Linked DNA regions of Mus musculus: regions 2, 3, 4, 5 and 6 are each linked to region 1. A link is a contact called in public HiChIP or PLAC-seq and Micro-C data. All regions are on one chromosome and are shown on one strand. The core of a region is the stretch at or near the end of the contact, and the rest is flanking DNA. Distances in the headings are between cores, read along the strand shown.

Evidence for each region. A called contact is a pair of places that touch in the nucleus more often than the background predicts. HiChIP or PLAC-seq counts read pairs in DNA pulled down with a chosen protein or histone mark.
Region 2: a contact with region 1 is called in an H3K4me3 HiChIP or PLAC-seq map of embryonic basal ganglia, with 5 times the contacts expected there. The contact joins the enhancer-like site here to the promoter of Suds3 in region 1. A contact is called at or near these places in 8 of 115 datasets of contacts at active chromatin or transcription factors (differentiating embryonic stem cells, embryonic basal ganglia, embryonic forebrain and 4 more).
Region 3: a contact with region 1 is called in an H3K4me3 HiChIP or PLAC-seq map of embryonic stem cells, with 5 times the contacts expected there. The contact joins the enhancer-like site here to the promoter of Suds3 in region 1. A contact is called at or near these places in 1 of 15 datasets of contacts at CTCF or cohesin (large pre-B cells), 1 of 484 Hi-C or Micro-C datasets (embryonic stem cells) and 4 of 115 datasets of contacts at active chromatin or transcription factors (embryonic stem cells, large pre-B cells and stem cell-derived neural progenitor cells).
Region 4: a Micro-C map of embryonic stem cells shows a contact between it and region 1, with 4 times the contacts expected there. The contact joins the promoter of Srrm4 here to the promoter of Suds3 in region 1. A contact is called at or near these places in 2 of 39 promoter capture datasets (embryonic stem cells and hippocampal neurons), 1 of 484 Hi-C or Micro-C datasets (embryonic stem cells) and 3 of 115 datasets of contacts at active chromatin or transcription factors (embryonic forebrain, embryonic hindbrain and forebrain).
Region 5: a contact with region 1 is called in an H3K27ac HiChIP or PLAC-seq map of thymic regulatory T cells, with 5 times the contacts expected there. The contact joins the enhancer-like site here to the promoter of Suds3 in region 1. A contact is called at or near these places in 2 of 484 Hi-C or Micro-C datasets (CD4 T cells and Th1 cells) and 2 of 115 datasets of contacts at active chromatin or transcription factors (pancreatic cancer cells and thymic regulatory T cells).
Region 6: a contact with region 1 is called in an H3K4me3 HiChIP or PLAC-seq map of embryonic forebrain, with 10 times the contacts expected there. The contact joins the promoter of C330018A13Rik here to the promoter of Suds3 in region 1. A contact is called at or near these places in 2 of 39 promoter capture datasets (embryonic stem cells and hippocampal neurons), 10 of 484 Hi-C or Micro-C datasets (the 3T3-L1 cell line, the C2C12 cell line, the MC3T3-E1 cell line and 6 more), 21 of 115 datasets of contacts at active chromatin or transcription factors (the NIH/3T3 cell line, the SCID.adh cell line, SST interneurons and 15 more) and 1 of 9 other capture datasets (liver).

What each region holds. Positions count from the first base shown.
Region 1 is chr5:117,114,718-117,117,417 of GRCm38.p6, reverse strand. Suds3 (suppressor of defective silencing 3 homolog (S. cerevisiae)) reads left to right here and starts at 1,425. Exons shown (of 12, transcript NM_178622.5): 1 at 1,425-1,746. The coding sequence starts at 1,605.
Region 2 is chr5:116,207,544-116,210,243 of GRCm38.p6, reverse strand. All of the region lies in intron 2 of Ccdc60 (coiled-coil domain containing 60), which reads left to right. Among named protein-coding and RNA genes, the nearest start is that of Gm36552, 16 kb to the right of the region's middle. Within about 2 kb of position 1,258, at least 43 of the 459 cell types and tissues checked have an H3K27ac peak or open chromatin away from gene starts, as enhancers often do. A contact at or near this core is called in embryonic basal ganglia, where this site is marked.
Region 3 is chr5:116,386,128-116,388,827 of GRCm38.p6, reverse strand. No RefSeq gene overlaps it. Among named protein-coding and RNA genes, the nearest start is that of Gm36841, 19 kb to the left of the region's middle. Within about 2 kb of position 1,382, at least 9 of the 459 cell types and tissues checked have an H3K27ac peak or open chromatin away from gene starts, as enhancers often do. A contact at or near this core is called in embryonic stem cells, where this site is marked.
Region 4 is chr5:116,590,506-116,593,205 of GRCm38.p6, reverse strand. Srrm4 (serine/arginine repetitive matrix 4) reads left to right here and starts at 1,389. Exons shown (of 13, transcript NM_026886.3): 1 at 1,389-1,872. The coding sequence starts at 1,742.
Region 5 is chr5:118,036,565-118,039,264 of GRCm38.p6, reverse strand. All of the region lies in intron 1 of Tesc (tescalcin), which reads right to left. Among named protein-coding and RNA genes, the nearest start is that of Tesc, 10 kb to the right of the region's middle. Within about 2 kb of position 1,309, at least 156 of the 459 cell types and tissues checked have an H3K27ac peak or open chromatin away from gene starts, as enhancers often do. A contact at or near this core is called in Th1 cells, pancreatic cancer cells and thymic regulatory T cells, where this site is marked.
Region 6 is chr5:116,122,270-116,124,969 of GRCm38.p6, reverse strand. It overlaps C330018A13Rik (RIKEN cDNA C330018A13 gene), which reads right to left and starts at 1,356. Exons shown (of 2, transcript NR_153384.1): 1 at 1,143-1,356.

The DNA.
Region 1 (2,700 bases), core at 176-2,675:
CATTGTGAAATCCAGGCAAGCCTTGATGTTGCTCTGTCCTCTTGCATTTGTCTTTCTGAGCACCTGGGATTATTGTTGTGAGCCACTAGGCAGAGACCATAGGTTTTTGCTGCTGCTGCTACTGCTTCTGCTTCTCCTCCTCCTCCTTCTTCTTCTTCTTTTTGTTTTTTGTTTTTCGAGACAGGGTTTCTCGGTGTAACCCTGGCTGTCCTGGAACTCACTCTGTAGACCAGGCTGGCCTCAAACTCAGAAATCCACCTGCCTCTGCCTCCCAAGTGCTGAGATGATTCCTCCTATTCCTCCTCCTCCTCCTCCTCCTCTCCACCTTCTTCCTCTTCCTCCTCCACCTCTTCCCTTTCCTCCTCTTCCTCCTCTTCTAAGCAAAACTGTAACACTATGTTTCACAGGGCTACACAGATTAACACATGGAGAGATTCAGTTTCATGGCTTGGTTTGTTTTTTTTTGTTTTTAAGACAGGGTTTCTCTGTGTATCCATGGCTGTTCTGAAACACGAATTGCAGACCAGGCTGGCCTTGAACTCAGCCTGCCTCTGCCTCCCTAGTCCTGGGACTAAAGGTCACTTTGCTCAGCGTTGGCTTCTGAATTTAAGCCAATGTAGTTCCTGGAGGGAAATGCCCTATTTACTCAAGTAAAAATTAGCAGGTTATTAAATTACTGTTTTAGGCTAAAATACCTTAAAAATTATGTTTGGGGAAGCACAAGGAAGTTATCCTGTGGACAGCTGTGGATCTGGGATGCTAGACTGACGCCACCGTTTTTTCTTTTTTCTTTTCTTGAAAGGAGAAAGAATGACAACTCTTTTGATCATTTGTAAAACCGGTAGAACAGCTTACCCAGTAAATCTACTCAAAAGAAAGTACTGGCAAGGCCTAGGGACACACTTTCACCTGACCGGTGGATGAAATGGCAACAACTTGCCTTTACCATAATTTTTAATAAAGCCCCCATTAAGGCAGGGGAGCAACCACGCACAACATTTTCTGTATCCCACACACTCTGGCTGGCCAGGCGTCCAAGCCCACCGCGGGAACCGTTCGTGCCATTCACCTGCATGAATCAGAGACCATGCTACCTATCCAGGGCTCTGCAAAGCCTCCGCCCATCAGGTCGAGTCCATCCACACTTTAGTTTTGACTCCAGGCGCCGCCTGGTGGCCACTGCCAGAAGTGCCACCTCCAACTCCGGGGTCCTGACTGCTGGCGCGGCTGCCCCTGGATATGCCTGACTCCAGAGACTCCCGCCTCCGCCCCTTCCGCCGTGGCCGATCGCGGATTCTTAAGACAGTGACGCCGCCGCGGCCGCCGTGTCAGAAACCGTGGAGCCCCGGCGTCTCACCTACCGTCTCGAGGACGGCCTGATCAGGCTGTCACCGAGCAGCCCACGACCCGGAAGTAGCCGGCTGCGCGAGGCCCCCGTTGCCCAGCGCGGGCGCCGGGGTGCGGGGTGGGGGGCGGAGCTCGGAGCCGAGGGGAGTCCCGGTGCCCGCGGCTCGGAACCGCGCGAGGTTGCGGGGCTCCGGGGACGCAGCCAGGCGGCCGCGATCTCCGCGGGACCGGCTCCGCCGCGGCCCCGAGGCGGCGACATGAGCGCCGCGGGGCTGCTGGCTCCGGCGCCGGCTCCGGCTGCAGCGCCGGCCGCCCCGGAGTACTACCCGGAGGACGAGGAGGAGTTGGAGAGCGCCGAGGACGACGAGCGCAGCTGCCGGGGCCGAGAGTCCGACGAAGGTGCGGGTGTGGGGACGGGGCCCGGGTGCGGGTGGTCAGAGGTCGCCAGAGCTCTTGCGAGCCAGGGGTCCCCAGCCCAGCGTCTCTCATTTCCGCACTCGGGTCGGAGCAATGCTCGCCCTGGCTTTCTCGCTCCCAGCTTCTCTCCTCCCACTGTTTTAATGCCCCTAGCTCCGCTTGGGGAGCCGGAATGGGACAGGCGATAAGTCTTCCTTTGGCCGGCACCTCTCCCCCGCCCCCAGCTTTGTGACCTTAAAGCTGTCTTGTTTACCCACCTCCTGCGTGGTAGCTTGGAGTCCTCATCTCCTAGGTTGGGAGGGGTTCAATGGAATCGTGTCCTGCCACGGCGAAGTGGGCGAAAGGGGAGGTTGGGATTTGTTTTCAGGTCCGAGTAGTCTGCATTTGCGTGATCGCTCCTCCAGCCTCAGGTCTCGATCCGGGACCTTGTTTATTTACCTTTTGGCGGGTGTGAGGGACACCCAGAGGGATTATTGAGGAAGGAGCTGGCTAGGTGGGGGAGAAGCTAGAAGCAGAAGGGGCAAGGGGAGGTCTTTGTATGGGCGGAGTGGACAGTATTCAGGCATAGAGTCGGGCTGTAAAAAGCCAAAAGCTACCCCCAACTGCGGGCAGGATCTTAAGTCTCTCAAATGCGTAGTAACATAGCTAGCTGGCTCTAGACAGGGCTTCCGTGAAAGTTCCTTCCACCGAAGGAAAGGAGGCGGCTTTGTGAGGACTTGGGTCTGCTCCGGCCTCAGTGCACGCAGAGCAAGTTATAGGAACTGAGTGCGTTTGTTTTAACTATGGTTAAAAAACAAAACAAAACAAAACAAAAACAAAATCAAGGTTTAACTAGGGATTTTTCAATGTGAAAGGTGCACTTCTTTTAATGACCACGAGGGGGTACAGCGAAGACAAAATTGACCCTCTTCACTCAGGCCATTGGATCCAGATCTT
Region 2 (2,700 bases), core at 9-2,508, 910 kb after region 1:
TCCCACCTCCCCCTGTATGAACATTACTTAGAGAAAAGCCACTGCTGATCTGTGAAGAAGTGCATGTCTCCAGACAGCAGTCACACTGTCAGTCAGGAAGAACACAGGCTGATGGTCTCTGTGTCTTGTTCTGCTGTCTGTCCCTAAATTATAAACCAGCGATGCTTCAGAAATTGTCTGTCTGCCCAGGGAAAAACCACTCTCTCCCTGCTTAATGCATTTTTAAATGCTCACACTGGTGGGTCCCGGAAGAGCCACCCCTCCCATTTAGTTATTAAGCCCCGTGTAGCACAACAGGAAAGGGTGGCCATTGTGGGGTGGGGTTTGTATCCATATCTGTGCGGCTCATATGCGGTGCTAGTCTGCTTCCATGCACCACACAGCTTTCCTGCCTGCCAGGGGCAGGAACCTGACTGGATGCTGACAGCAGGATGTGTGTGTGTGTGTGGGGGGGGGGGGGATTCTGAATCTGAACCAACCAAATTCATAGAAACAGAGATAGATAGTGGCTGCCAGGAAGGAGCCCAAGAGGATGGTAGTGAATGGGGGGGGGGGGTGAAGGGGGGAGGGGGGGTCCACGTCTCAGCTATGCAGTCTGGCCTTGTCCTGATTTGCTATACAGTGGTCCAGACCCTATGCTGTACTGAACACTTGCAATTCATCAACCAGTTAGATTCGAACTGTTCTCGTCCTCGAGGCAGGGGTGGGGGGTGGGGTGAGAGATGAGGGACGTGCTAATCATCTTGGCAATGGTGATTATTCTGAGTGTGCATATACTGGGCCATGAAGTTGGTGGTCTTTAATAGGGGGAGGGGGGAGGGGGAGGAGGAGGAGGAGGAGGCGAAGAAAGGGAAGTTTGGGAAAGGACGAGGAATGGGGAGAGGAGGGAAGGCTCTGGGATTCAGACAGGCAGAATGAAAACCATAGCATTGCCATCTTCCCACTGTGAGAGGCTAAGCAAGCGGCTGCACTCTCCAGTCTCCAACATGATAGTTTCTGCATGACGAGCTCACTGTGGGAATCAAATGGATCAACACAAAAGACGTGAGTCCCACCGGACAATCATTAACAGTTCGAATCTTGGGAGCCCAAGCCCGCCCTCCACCAGGGCCTCTGACCTTGAGGACACTCAGCCTCATCAATACCCCGCCTCCACAAAGCAACCCCCACACCCCCCCCCTGCTTCTAAAAGTGATGGGGCGTAAAACAGAGAAGAAGAGGAGGTGAGGGAGGGGGAGCCAGGAAGAGGCACATGGAGCTCTGCTTGCTCGCTTGCTCATTAACAAGGCAGGCCTGGTGATGTTCCCTCTCCAACAAGGTTCAGAACTTGTAATGGCAGTTGCTTAGAAACCAGAGCCACGGAGGGGCTTCAGCTGCCTTCCAGCAATCACCCTAATTGGGATGTGTACAGTACTGTTTGTTGACGCGCCGCGGGTTTTTCTTCTTCTTTCAGAAGAGACTTGGTCTTCTTGTACAAACGCTGACTCACAGTAATTAAAGCGTAGTTCTAAGCCAAGGCATCTATCTGTTAACCTGACTGAGGAGAGGCTGGGTGGGGAAAGCAGGGGAGGGTGCAGCCAGGGTGAGCATCCTCCTCCAGCAAGACCAGCTAAAGTTTCTGCCACTAAAATCATTATGGAGTGTTTCCAGGGACTATGGTGTCTTTGTGGACAAAGTGTGTGTGTGTGTGTCTGTCTGTCTGTCTGTCTGTGTGTATACATACACACATGAGCTCAGTGAGGTCACAAAACTTGATACACCCATGAGATATGGTAATGAATCAAAATGTGACACAGCGCCATGTGAGCATGCTGTGTGACCTGATGTTAAAGGCTGGATCTGGCCGGGCAGTGGTGGCGTACACCTGCCTTTAATCCCAGCACTAGGGACACAGAGGCAGGTGGATTTCTAAGTTAGAGGCCAGCCTGGTCTACAGAATGAGTTCCAGGACAGCCAGGGTTATACAGAGGAACCCTGTCTCAAAACAACAACAGCAGCAACAACAACAACAACAAACCTACTGTATTTTGGGCTGGAGAGATGGCTCAGTGGTTAAGAGTACTGACTGCTCTTCCAGAGGTCCTGAGTTCGAATCCCAGCAACCACATGGTGGCTCACAACCATCTGTAATGGGATCTGATGCCCTCTTCTGGTGTGTCTGAAGACAGCAATGGTGTACTCATACACATGAAATTAAAATTTCCTAGCTGAAAGTTCTGCCTCCAGTCACAAGAGACAGTTGGACTATGTCTCTGACAGACAACAAAGATTCCCGGAGGTATGAGGAAAAAAAAGGCTGCATCTTCCTTCCCTTAGGGGGCTTGGGCACCACCTGTGGTCATGGGGCATGAGGGAGTCAGTCAGAGACTGCATCACAGCATAAAGAAGTTACTTCCCTGAGTGGCATGCAGAGGGCCATTCCATTGGAACATTTCCCCCCAGTGACTGAAAAAGCTATGTATAAGTATATATTGGTTTATATATATTTATGTATTTGTTTTTATATCTTATATAATTTGTGTGTATGTAAATATATATCCACACACATGCAGGTGTGTGTGTGTGCACGCGAGCACGTGCGCACACCCAGCTACTCATCTCCACTCTGTTTTCAACATTCTGTTTCCGTACAAACAGTCCTGCTCCACCCAAAGAGAAAGGGAACGCCCCCCAGAAATGCCAGGCAAAGTCGGCGTGTGA
Region 3 (2,700 bases), core at 133-2,632, 730 kb after region 1:
TGGAAATGCCAAGTGTGGTGGTACATGCTTTTAATCCCATCACTTAGGAGGCAGAGGCAGGTGGATCTCTGTGAGTTCAAGGCCAGCCTGGTCCATGGAGGGAGTTTCAAGACAGTCAGGACTACACAGAGAAAAAGCACAACACAACAAAACACCCAAATTGTGGAAGGAGCATGGAAAATAGCCCAGGAGCACTCTTAGTAAACGCTTCGTGCGTTGCGTCTTCGTACCAGCTGGGTGGGGTGGTGTCTGTGTATCAAGTGCTGAATAAGTGGGCAGGTGGATCGCCCGTTCTCACTGACAGACTTGGGCCAATGGGAGACTTTGTCTCATTCAACAAAATGGGTGGTTCCCGGGGAACAACACACAAGGTTGACTTGGGGTCTCTATATGCGTGCGCACCACACGTGCATGCATACTGGCACCCTTACCTAGCATGCACCCACAGAAACGCACACACACACAGACACAGGTACACAGAAACACATATTCACACACACATCATGTTGGGGAATAGTCTTTACAATCACAAGGAATGAGTCACATCTGCTTACAAATGGTGTATGAACGCTATGATGCCATTTAAAACCCCCATAGAAACGAAAGCCCTAGACAGACACGGGTATCATCAAAGATGCTTCCGTGTAAGGAAGGGTAGATTCATTGGACGTTTTAAAGTATGTTTTCTAATTTATCAGCGATGCAGATGTGGTGCATGTTTTCAAGAGGAAAAACAGAGAACCTGTTCTTCAAGAGAAGAAGAAAGTGAATACTTTGGGGCTCATGAAATTTCTGCTGTATCTACCCTGGCTTAACTATGGTCCTTCCATTTTGTTTTTTTTTTTTTTTTAGCACCTTAGAAGGCATTATGCGAGCTCCACATGACCACTTGGTAAATGTACAGACAGGGAGGTCACCCAGATATCTGTGACCTTTGTTTGAACATGGAGCAGAGAAAGGAGAAGAGGTTGCCCTCCTGATTCCCAACAATTTCCCTTCCTTTCCCGAATTATGGGGATAGCCACGAAGCTGCCCTCCAGCTCCCAGAATCCTTCACATCGAAACCCCGCCCTCCAGCTCCCAGAATCCCTCACATCAAATCCTGCCCTTCAGTTCCCAGAAGCCTTCATGCAAAGTCCCTGTCAATCAGTGCTCACCAGGACCACAGCTCATCTTTCATTTTTTTAAACTTGCATCTGTATATGTGTGAGAATTTATTTGGGTGGGGTGAGGGGGTGGGGCACACATGTGCACATGCCTATGGAGGCCCTAGGTCAGCTGCAATTGAAATTCTTCAAGTGCTCCCTACCCCCGCCGCACCCCTCCCCCTCCCCATTTGTTTGTTTTGAGGTCTCTTGGTGACCTGAAAGTCACCAAGCAGGCTGAGCTGCCTGACTATCAAACCACTGGGATCCACCTGTTTCCACCTCCTTAGCAGTTGGGGTTGCGAGCCTGAGCCAGCTTTTTTAAAACATCGGTTTCTGGGAATGGGACTCAGGTTCGAAAGCTTGCCAGGCAAGCACCTCACCAACTAAGCTGGTTAACGATGATCTAGGAAGACCATCTTTGCAGGGAGTCGGGAGAGGGAAGAACGAACAAATCAGTAACCAGGACTACGGACTTGGAGTTCAAATCCCCATCTGCCTTAGATGACGCCTTTCCCTGCCCGAGTGAGAATTCCCAGCTGAGGAAAATTCCTATTCTAAGTTCAAATCTCACCCCTCCTTAGGTTGAAGAATTGACCTTGGGGAAGCCACTTCAGCCGTCTTTTTATCATTATCCTCATTAAAGGGATCCTGTTTTTGTTTTTAATGGTGTGTGTGTGTGTCTGAGTGTGTGTATGTGTTCTGTGTATGTTCAGGTACCCAGGAAGGTTAAAAGAGGGTGTCAGATGCCCCGGAACTAGGGTCACACATGGTGGCCAGCCTAATCATAACCATATTTTCCTATCCTCTGAAGCGTTAACTCCAAGTGAAGACTTTTGAAGTGGGATCTAACACTCCCTGGACTTCCACAGAAATCAGAGTATCTCACCACAGATGGATACCTGGCTAAAAGCCAGATCAGCAACACACGGGTTTGCTGAACTTGCTGGACTTGGAGATGGATGCTCTAATATTCAATGAATATGAAAATGGCCTTAATAAATTCATCTTAAATGTACTCAGTGAACACACACTCCTTGGCAGCACTGTAAGCCCCATTTGTCGGAAGCTAAATATTGCGGGAGGCTGTTTTAGCCTTTGTACGACTGCTTGCTCCTGGAGAATATCTTAAACAGGATATTGGATGTAATTAAAACACCTTGAATAATTTCATCATAAAAGTATTCAAAACATATAAAGTTACTGAGTATTATCGCTGAGCACATTAGTAGTGCGTTCTGATGGATCCTTGTCACTGACTTTATTTAAAAAAAAAAAAAAGAGTATATGTCTTAGTCGTTAACGTTTGATAAGAATTGTCCTTAAAATCGGGTTCTGAAAAAATAGGCAAATTTAGCGAACTTGATGGATTGATCAGTGGCATTTTGAGTCCCTAGGGAACTATGATGGAATGGTTTTTTGATGGACTGGCAAATTCTCTCATGATGACTACAGTGTCCCCCGTGGAGACTTGAGGAACTGCAGCCAGATTCATCTCTGGTAGACTTCTGGAGAGCCTGGACCCTTCAGCGCTGTGGAGCACCCCACCTGTTCA
Region 4 (2,700 bases), core at 140-2,639, 520 kb after region 1:
CCTGTAGCCTCTTCCAGGCCAACGCTCACTCCTTGTTCCTGTGTCCCGGCTTCTCTTGCCCCATCCTGTCCTCCTCTCCCCTACTCTGCTCCCCCCTCCGTGTACCTCCTATTCTCTTACAAAGGACTTACTTACAAAGTTCGCACTGATGTTGGGGGTGGGGGTGGGGGTGTCTTCGCTCCCCACTGCTACTAGGTCAACAAAAATTAGAGAATTTTTTCTGCCTTCAGGGTGGAACCCGGTGTCAGTGCTTGGAGGTTTGTAAGACTTAGCAGAAGCTCCTTGTAGGAGTTTCACTTTTAAACCCTGGCGGTAGGTGAAACTCCCAAGTATTAAAAGGCTCCAGAGGAGAAATGGGCTGGGGAAATCTCACTAAGATATCTTCCCTAAGAAGACCCTTACGGCAAAACGGGGAGACATTGTTGTCTACTGCCTGCGCATCTGGAGTTTGAGATTCTGAGTCTCTGCTGGGACTGGGAGAGTAGGGGGGAGGAAGAAGATGGAAAGACCAAAAAGTTACTTGTAATCCTCGGAAGCCCTCCCCCCCCTTCCCCCCTCAGTCTTTCTTTGCCAAATCGGACTGTTGTTTCACACCCAGGCTGCGGGTTCTCAGGGGGGTGGGGGAGGGGTGTTCTTTTGGAGGGCTTTGGCAGCGGGGACGCGAAGCAGGCCGGCTGCGAGGCACAAAAGAGATATCCTTTATAGCGCCGCAAGCACAGATGTGACGCTGCGCCCCTCTGCGGGTGGGGGCCGGCTCGACAGATGGCGAGAAACCGCGCTGGTGACGGATTGTCCGTCAAATGGCATTTTCGGGGTGGGGGGGTGGAAGAGCCCCCCAGGCGTAAAGAAAATCATAGGGGCACCCACACACACACACTTTGCAGACCTCGGCAGTCCATCCCAGAAGTGGGGTGGGTGAAGGCAGGTTGGCGTGGGTGGATAGGTGGGGCATTTTTTAGTAGCTCCCTCAATGGAAGATGCTCCCCAAGTCTTGCAAAAGGATAGGGAGGTGGCCCAGGCCCGGGAGTGCGCATGTAAGGGTTGAGGGGAAGGCCTGCGACGATGGAGGAAGGGTGAGGGCTAAGAGAAAGAATCTCCTTTTTGATTCTGTTTGAGGTGTTGGGGTCGCTTCTCAGAGGGGTCAGAGTCGCAACTCTGTGGCCACGGGGCCTTAGAGACAAGCGCTCGCCCCTCCCTTTCTCCTCCTCAGACCTGCGGGCTTTTGTTATGCAGATGGCGGCGGGAGGCTGAGCCAGAGAAGGAGGGGTTGCTGGGGAAGGAGGAGACGGAGAAGGGGAGGGAGGAAAGTACAGCTCGCGCGACCAGCCTCCCCTTCCAACGTCACATTGTGCAAGAGACAAAACCCGGGCGCGCCGGAGCTCACACGCGCACGCACGGCAGACGCCCCGGTCGCCTCCTCTCTGTTCTCTGCGCGGTAGAGAAAGCCGGCTAGCTTTGCTTCGCCGAAGACACGGAGCTCAGCCTGCTCCCAGCGCAGCTCAGAGCCAAGCCAAGAGGTGAACCCAGCCGGGGAACCACCTTCTTTCTCCGCTGCCTGCCTAACCCGAGACGTCCCGTTCTATCCCATCCCCCGCCCTGAACTCCGATCTCTCCCCACCCCACCCCTTGGGGGTTTCACGCGGACAGCGCCCCGGAGCCCAGGGCGTGTCATCGGGTTTGTAATCCACGTTTCAGCACTTCGGACAGCGCCCCAGGCTCCCGGGCTCCTTGGGCTTTCAGGATGGCTAGCCTGCAGCAGGGCGAGAAACAGCTGTTTGAGAAGTTCTGGAAAGGGACCTTCAAAGCAGTGGCCACTCCGCGTCCCGAGAGCATCATCGTCGCCAGTATCACAGCCCGCAAGCCGATGCCAAGGTAATGACCTCGTTCATGAGTTAGGGACACTGGGAGGTCCCCCCCCCTTTTCTTGCCTGTGCCCCAGAATCTTGACGGGTGGACGCAGGCAACTGGAACAGGGTGTCTGGACTAAGCCCGTCGTACCCGGTATCTCACGCCGGAACATGAGAAATTATCGCTTGTGTAAGGGAGAGGCTGTTGAAAAGGGACAGGAATTTTTTGACGGGGAACAACACTCCTACAGACTCCGCACCTCCTATGCAAACCCCCTTGCTTTCTTAGGGTGGGCGGTGTGGCTCGGGGTACGTACTTGACTGAAAACTTTTCGAGCTATCGCCAAGTGCATAGGTCAGGGGAGCAAAGCAGTGGTGGATTTGAGGTGTCAGGGGATGCTGTACAAGACATGAACTCAGCTCAGCCAGTGTTCAATACAAGCATTCTAACCCTTGGCCCAGAAACTAGCGGGTCTCTGAACATTTCAACAAAAGCCCATATGCTATTCCCTCAGATACGCTCGCTCCAAGCAGCACCCTCCTCCGTGTCTTAGCCTAAGCTGCTGCTCGTGTTGAATTCTTTCTTTTTCAGCACCCAAAACCAAAACTCTAAAGCTCAAAGTCAGCATGAAGATAATACTGAAAGTTTTACTTTATTTTATTTTTTAAGGATCTGGTGGCTTTGAACTTTGGAATGAGTTGGGGTGCTGGAGCAGTAGTTAAAAAAAAAGACAGGAGGGGAGAGGATGGGAAGAAATACAAAGGCAGGAGAAAAAGAAGACAAGAGGGGGTTGAGGGGGCACAGAGCCTTCCACAGCAGAGAAATACCCAATATTTTCCTAGATCGTTAGAT
Region 5 (2,700 bases), core at 60-2,559, 920 kb before region 1:
AGCCAAGTCGCCTGTGGACAACTGTATGAGAGGAGAAGAAGTACATGGGCATACTCTCTTGTTCCCAATCAAGAGAGGCTGTGGGGACCCTCACTGGCACACAGGGTGTTGACAATGTCATAGCCAGCACCAAAGCCACCTGGTCCACAAGTCTATATGTCAAGCGACATACCAGGTGACTCCATGGGAATGGAAAAAGACTCTTGCTGGGCAAGGTCCGGGAGGAGAGGGTAAAAATGGATAATGGGTGGGTACAGGGTTTAATTGGGGGTGATGGAATGATCTGGAAACAGAGATGGTGGTTTAGAACTCTAAATGCATTGAACCCAACCGAGTCGTTCACTTCACAGTAATTAAAATGGTGAGTGTGTATGTGTGTGCTTATGTGTGTATGTGTGTTTATATGTGTAAGTGTATGTATGTGTGTGTTTATGTGTGTATGTGTATATGTATTATACATGTGTCTGCTTATGTGTGTATTGCGTGTATATGTGTGTACAAGTGTGTTAGTGAGTGTATGTGTTAGTGAGTGTATGTGTATGTATGTATGTGTATGACTGTGTGTGTACAAGTGTGTATGTGTGTTATGTGTGTGTTTAAGTGTGTACATGTGTGTGTAGAAGTGTGTTATGTGAGTATGTATGTGTGTATATGTGTGTGAGTGTATGTGTTTGTGCATGTGTGTACATGTGTTTGTTATGTGTGTGTATGTATGTGTGAGTGAGTGTATGAGTGTATGTATGTATGTATGTGTATGAGTATATGTGTGTGTGCATGTGTGTACATGTGTGTTTATGTGTGTACACTTGTGTTTTACATGGGGGCCTGTGGAAGGGGTGAGGTCAACATCTGGTGTTTTCCTCTGCCACTCTCAAGCTTGGTTTTTGAGCCAGGGTCCCTCAGGGCACCTGCTTCACAGATTCAGCCTGCTAGCAGATTGGCCACAGAGCCCCAGGGCTCCTCCCGATTCTGCATCCCCAGTGCTGGGAATAAAGTACCAGGGAGCGCGAACTTGGATCCTCACAGGTGGCACTTTACCGACTGGGCCACTTCCCTGTCCTAAAATGGTAAATTTTATGTCACATGAACTTTGGCTTCAATTGAAAAGACAAATAAACAACAACAACAAAATCAGTGACTACTTAGCTGGATGGAGAAACCACAGCCGTTAGCCTGGCTGTGACTGGCTTGCTGCATGCCCTAGGCAACCCCAATCTTCAGGGCTGTTCGGCTGGCTCTGAGCTCCACAGGGAGGCCACCTGGGGCTCCAGACACAGCAGTGACTAATTCGTGGCTAGGGAGGGAGGGAGGGAGGCTGGGCTTCCGGGAGCCTCCTCGCAGGGGATCCTGGGCCAGCTGCCCTCTCTCGTGAGCACCCCTCCTCCACCTGCTGCCTTGGCAGCTTCAGCCCTGATACCCACTCACCCTGCTGCCATGGACTTTACAATCTACCCAGGATGCACCTGGCCTCTTTGAAGTGTTTTGTTTGGTTTGGTTTGGTTTTTTTTTTGTTTGTTTTTTTGTTTTTTTTCAAATTCAACCTGGAGCACAGACCCTCGGACCCTCTTCACACAGACTTCAGGCCGGTGCAAAAACCGGCCCCGAGGCAGAAATGGTCCAGCCCAACATCTCTGACACATCATCTACTGTCACCTGGGGCACCAAGGGTCCTGCTGGGGACACTGTGGGCTGTTTCTGTACAGAACACATCCTTGGGGGTGGGGATGGGGGTGGGTGGGGTAAACATGACGGGTGGATTGCCTTCCCCCTGCCACACATCCTGAGAGCTGAGCAATTCAGGGAGCTCTAAGAGTGGGAGCGCGCAGCTCTGAGCGCCACAGTTGGAGCGCACCGTCTTCCTCCATCTTTACTCTGCACTTTACATTCTCCTTATAGCTGGAATAGAGAGAGTGACAGCCTGCCTCCAGCGGGAGCTGAGCCAGGGCTGGGCAGGCAGCACACACCACTTGACTGTTGAGACAGGATCAGAGAGGCAGTGTGGCTCCCCGAGGGTCACACAGCTCTGGAAGGGTTGCTTCATTCCTGCCATGTGCTGGGGGCGGTGGGGGGGGGGCCACATTCCATTTCTGCATCACAGTGGAGCCGTTCAGAAGGGCGGGGTCCAGCTCCATCTAAGCAGACATTTCAGAAAGTGGGCGTGATGCAGCAGCATCCAGGAGACAGCTCAGCCTCGCCCTCAGAACTCTTCGCAGCCAACATATCTGAGGCTGAATCAAGAGGCAGGAACTTAACCTCACGTGCAACCGCAACCAGAATGAAATCAGAGAACCTGGCCGGGCTTCTGAGAGCTAGCACGGGCTCCACCTGGCACTCTAAACACGCGGCCGCTGGAGAAACCCAGCAGCCACCTCAATAACCTGCTAAGCTCAGAAGGCAGAGCTTTCCCTGAACAGGGAAGGCCTAGGTGAACACACCTGTAAATCCAGCATTTAGGAGGCAGAGGCGGGAGGATCTCCAGTAGGACAGCTCGGGGTGCGGGACAAGACCCTGTCCGGGGGAGGGAGGAGGTCACATCTATTTGCCAGAAGCAACCAGGGACTGAGACCCCCACGAGGTGATGAGCTGAAGTTGCCAGACAGTGTTAAAATGGCCACAGCACTGATGACAATAATGGCGGACCCACCTGGCCTTGGGTCTGGGTAAGCTTAAGGGCCCCACAGAACACTGAAGTGAAAAGGA
Region 6 (2,700 bases), core at 107-2,606, 990 kb after region 1:
AGGTTGTGTGTATAGATGTGTGTGCATATGTTTGTGTGTGCACATGCATGCCTGCATGTGTGTGTGCATTTGTGCATGTGTGAGCATGTGTTTGTGCATGTGTTTATGCGTGTGTGCGTGCCTGTGTGTGTGTGTGTGTGTGTGTGTGTGTGTACATACACATAGGCCAGAGGTGAACATTGAGTGGCCTTCTACCACTCTGTCTTTTTCGTGTGCTGCTAGGATAAAAACTACTCTACCCTGCCAGGGATGGTAGTGGACACCTTTAATTCCAGGCCAGCCAGAGCTATGCAGTGAGATCCAGGCTCAAAAAAAAAAAAAAAAAAAAAGACAAAAAAAGAATAAATAAAACGCTGACTAAAAGCAACTTGGAGAGGAAAGGGATTTATTTGGCTTGCAGGGAACGGTCCATCATCATGAAAAAAGTCAAGATATTAACTCTAGGCAGACACTGAAGCACGGGCCATGGAGGAACTCTGCCCACTGGCTTGCTCTTTATAAATCACTCAGCTAGCTTTCTGCTGCAGCCTCGGACCACCTGCCTGGGGACAGCACCCTCACAATGGATTGGGTGCAATCCCCCACAGACATGCCTGGGGTTACAGTGGTGAGAGGGACTCCTCAGCTCCGTCTCCCTTCTCCCAGGGCTGTTCAGGTTTGTGTCAAGTTGACAAACACCATAGCATGCTTCACATTTAATATTTTGAGACAGGGTCTCTCACTGCACCCGGGGTTTGTGGATTCAGCTAGGCTGGCTGGCTATCAGGCTTCTAAGCGCGCCTGTGTCTGCCTCCCAATGCCGGAGTCTGTGGCACATGTTCCCCACCCTGGCTTTTTGACATGGGTGAAAGGAGCTGGACTCAGACCCTCACGCTTACACAGTACTGACTCCCCAGACCCTGAACTTATTTGTAACTGATTCCTAACTACATAAAAAAATTGAAACTGTGCATACTGTGCTGGGTGATTTTTATGTGTACGTGGTACTGTGTTCAATCACAAGCAAACACAGCTCACTCCTCAAATGGTTTATCATTTATAATAAAAATGTCCCAAACCCTTCCTTCCCTGTTGTCTTTTTAAGCAAACTGGGTCATCTGTAGCTACGGCTGTCCTGAGTGTGCCACCCTAGAACTCCGTACCTTCATCCAGCTTTGGATCAGAACAGAGCCCTTTGGTCCACCTTGCCCAACTGTGGTTGGCGCTTGAAGTCTGGTCTCCCTGATGTTCACCGCATCTCTCTGAGGGAAAATGGAGCATTACTTTATTTATAATCCCCATTTTTTTTTAATTAAGCATACAAAGACACCGACGATCTGTGGCAGAGCAGAGTCTAGAATGAGGTCTGTCTAGGACAGGAAATAGCCTGAAATCACAAGACTTTCTGCTTCCTCCACGCCAGACTCCAGCTCGGTCGGTCTATTGCTCGTAACTATGGCGCCATCTAGTGGCAACTCTTAGCACCACTCTCACCATGCCCTTGAGCGAAACCTAAGGGTCTTGCCCAAAAGGGAAGGCAGAGACTGTCAACAACAGTAACAAGTCCTACATGCTCAGACAAGGAAGACGGTTTGTTACTGAAACATGACCCGGAGCAAAGAGCAGCAACACAAGCATCATCTCCAGTCTCTTGGGCTTCAAGAGCCCCAGGGAGAAATCTTTTTGGAGTGAACAGCTTCATCAGAATCCGAGAGAACAGCAACAATGTATCTGGTCCCCAAAGTTGCCATCCCGCTAGACTTCACAAGCCATCTACGTTGCTGCTGCGATGGAACTGTATCTTCCCTAGAGAAACACTTCCAGTAGATATCGGTGGAACTTTCTGTTTATACAAACAGTTCTTTTGTTGTTTATTTGGTTTTGAAGCCCAGCGTTGTGGGAGCGGATCTTGAACTTGCTTATGTATCTGAGGCTGGCTTTGAACTCCTGAATCTCCTGCCTCTATCTCCCAAGCACTGGAATCACAGGTGTGTGTACCACTATGCCTAGTTACATAGCCCTTATTTTTTTAAAAAAAATCCTATAAAAAGCAAACCACAGGACATATTTAGGCTAAGAAGTCAGAGTTTGGGGACACCTGCTTGAGGGTGAGTTTAAAGAAGACGAGTTTCTATTCTTTCCAAAAGAACACACTGGGAGAGCTGATGAAGTGAGATAACTTCAGCATCTCTTTAGATATTTAGAAAACGACAATGGCTATCTTTTCATGGGAAGAGAACAGGTGCCCCCGGGGATCAGGGGGGCTTCACTGGTGTGAACTAGATAGCATGCATCCCTCCCATGCTCAGACCTTCTCTCACCGAGAGCACAGCTACAATGTAGCCAGCATCGTGGGGCCTTCCCAGAGATATCCCATCAAGCACCAGCAAGGGACGATGATGTACGAGAGAGCCAGCAGGCTGTCTGTGTGTGCCGCATGCCAGGTGTTGCAATAAACCAGTGGTTCTCAAGCTTCCTAAAGCTGTGACCCTTTAATGCAGTTCCTCATGTTGGGGTGACCCTCTTCCCCCAATCATAAAATTCTTTTCAGTGTTACTTTGTTATTGCAATGTGCCTCAGGTACAAATTAGTTCATGGATTCTGCTACTGTTAAGGAATTGTGATGTGCATATCTAACATGCAGGATATCTGATATGTGCCCCCTTTACACCCCCACCCCGTGAAATGGTCGCGTGACCCTTAAAAGGGGCCACACTCACA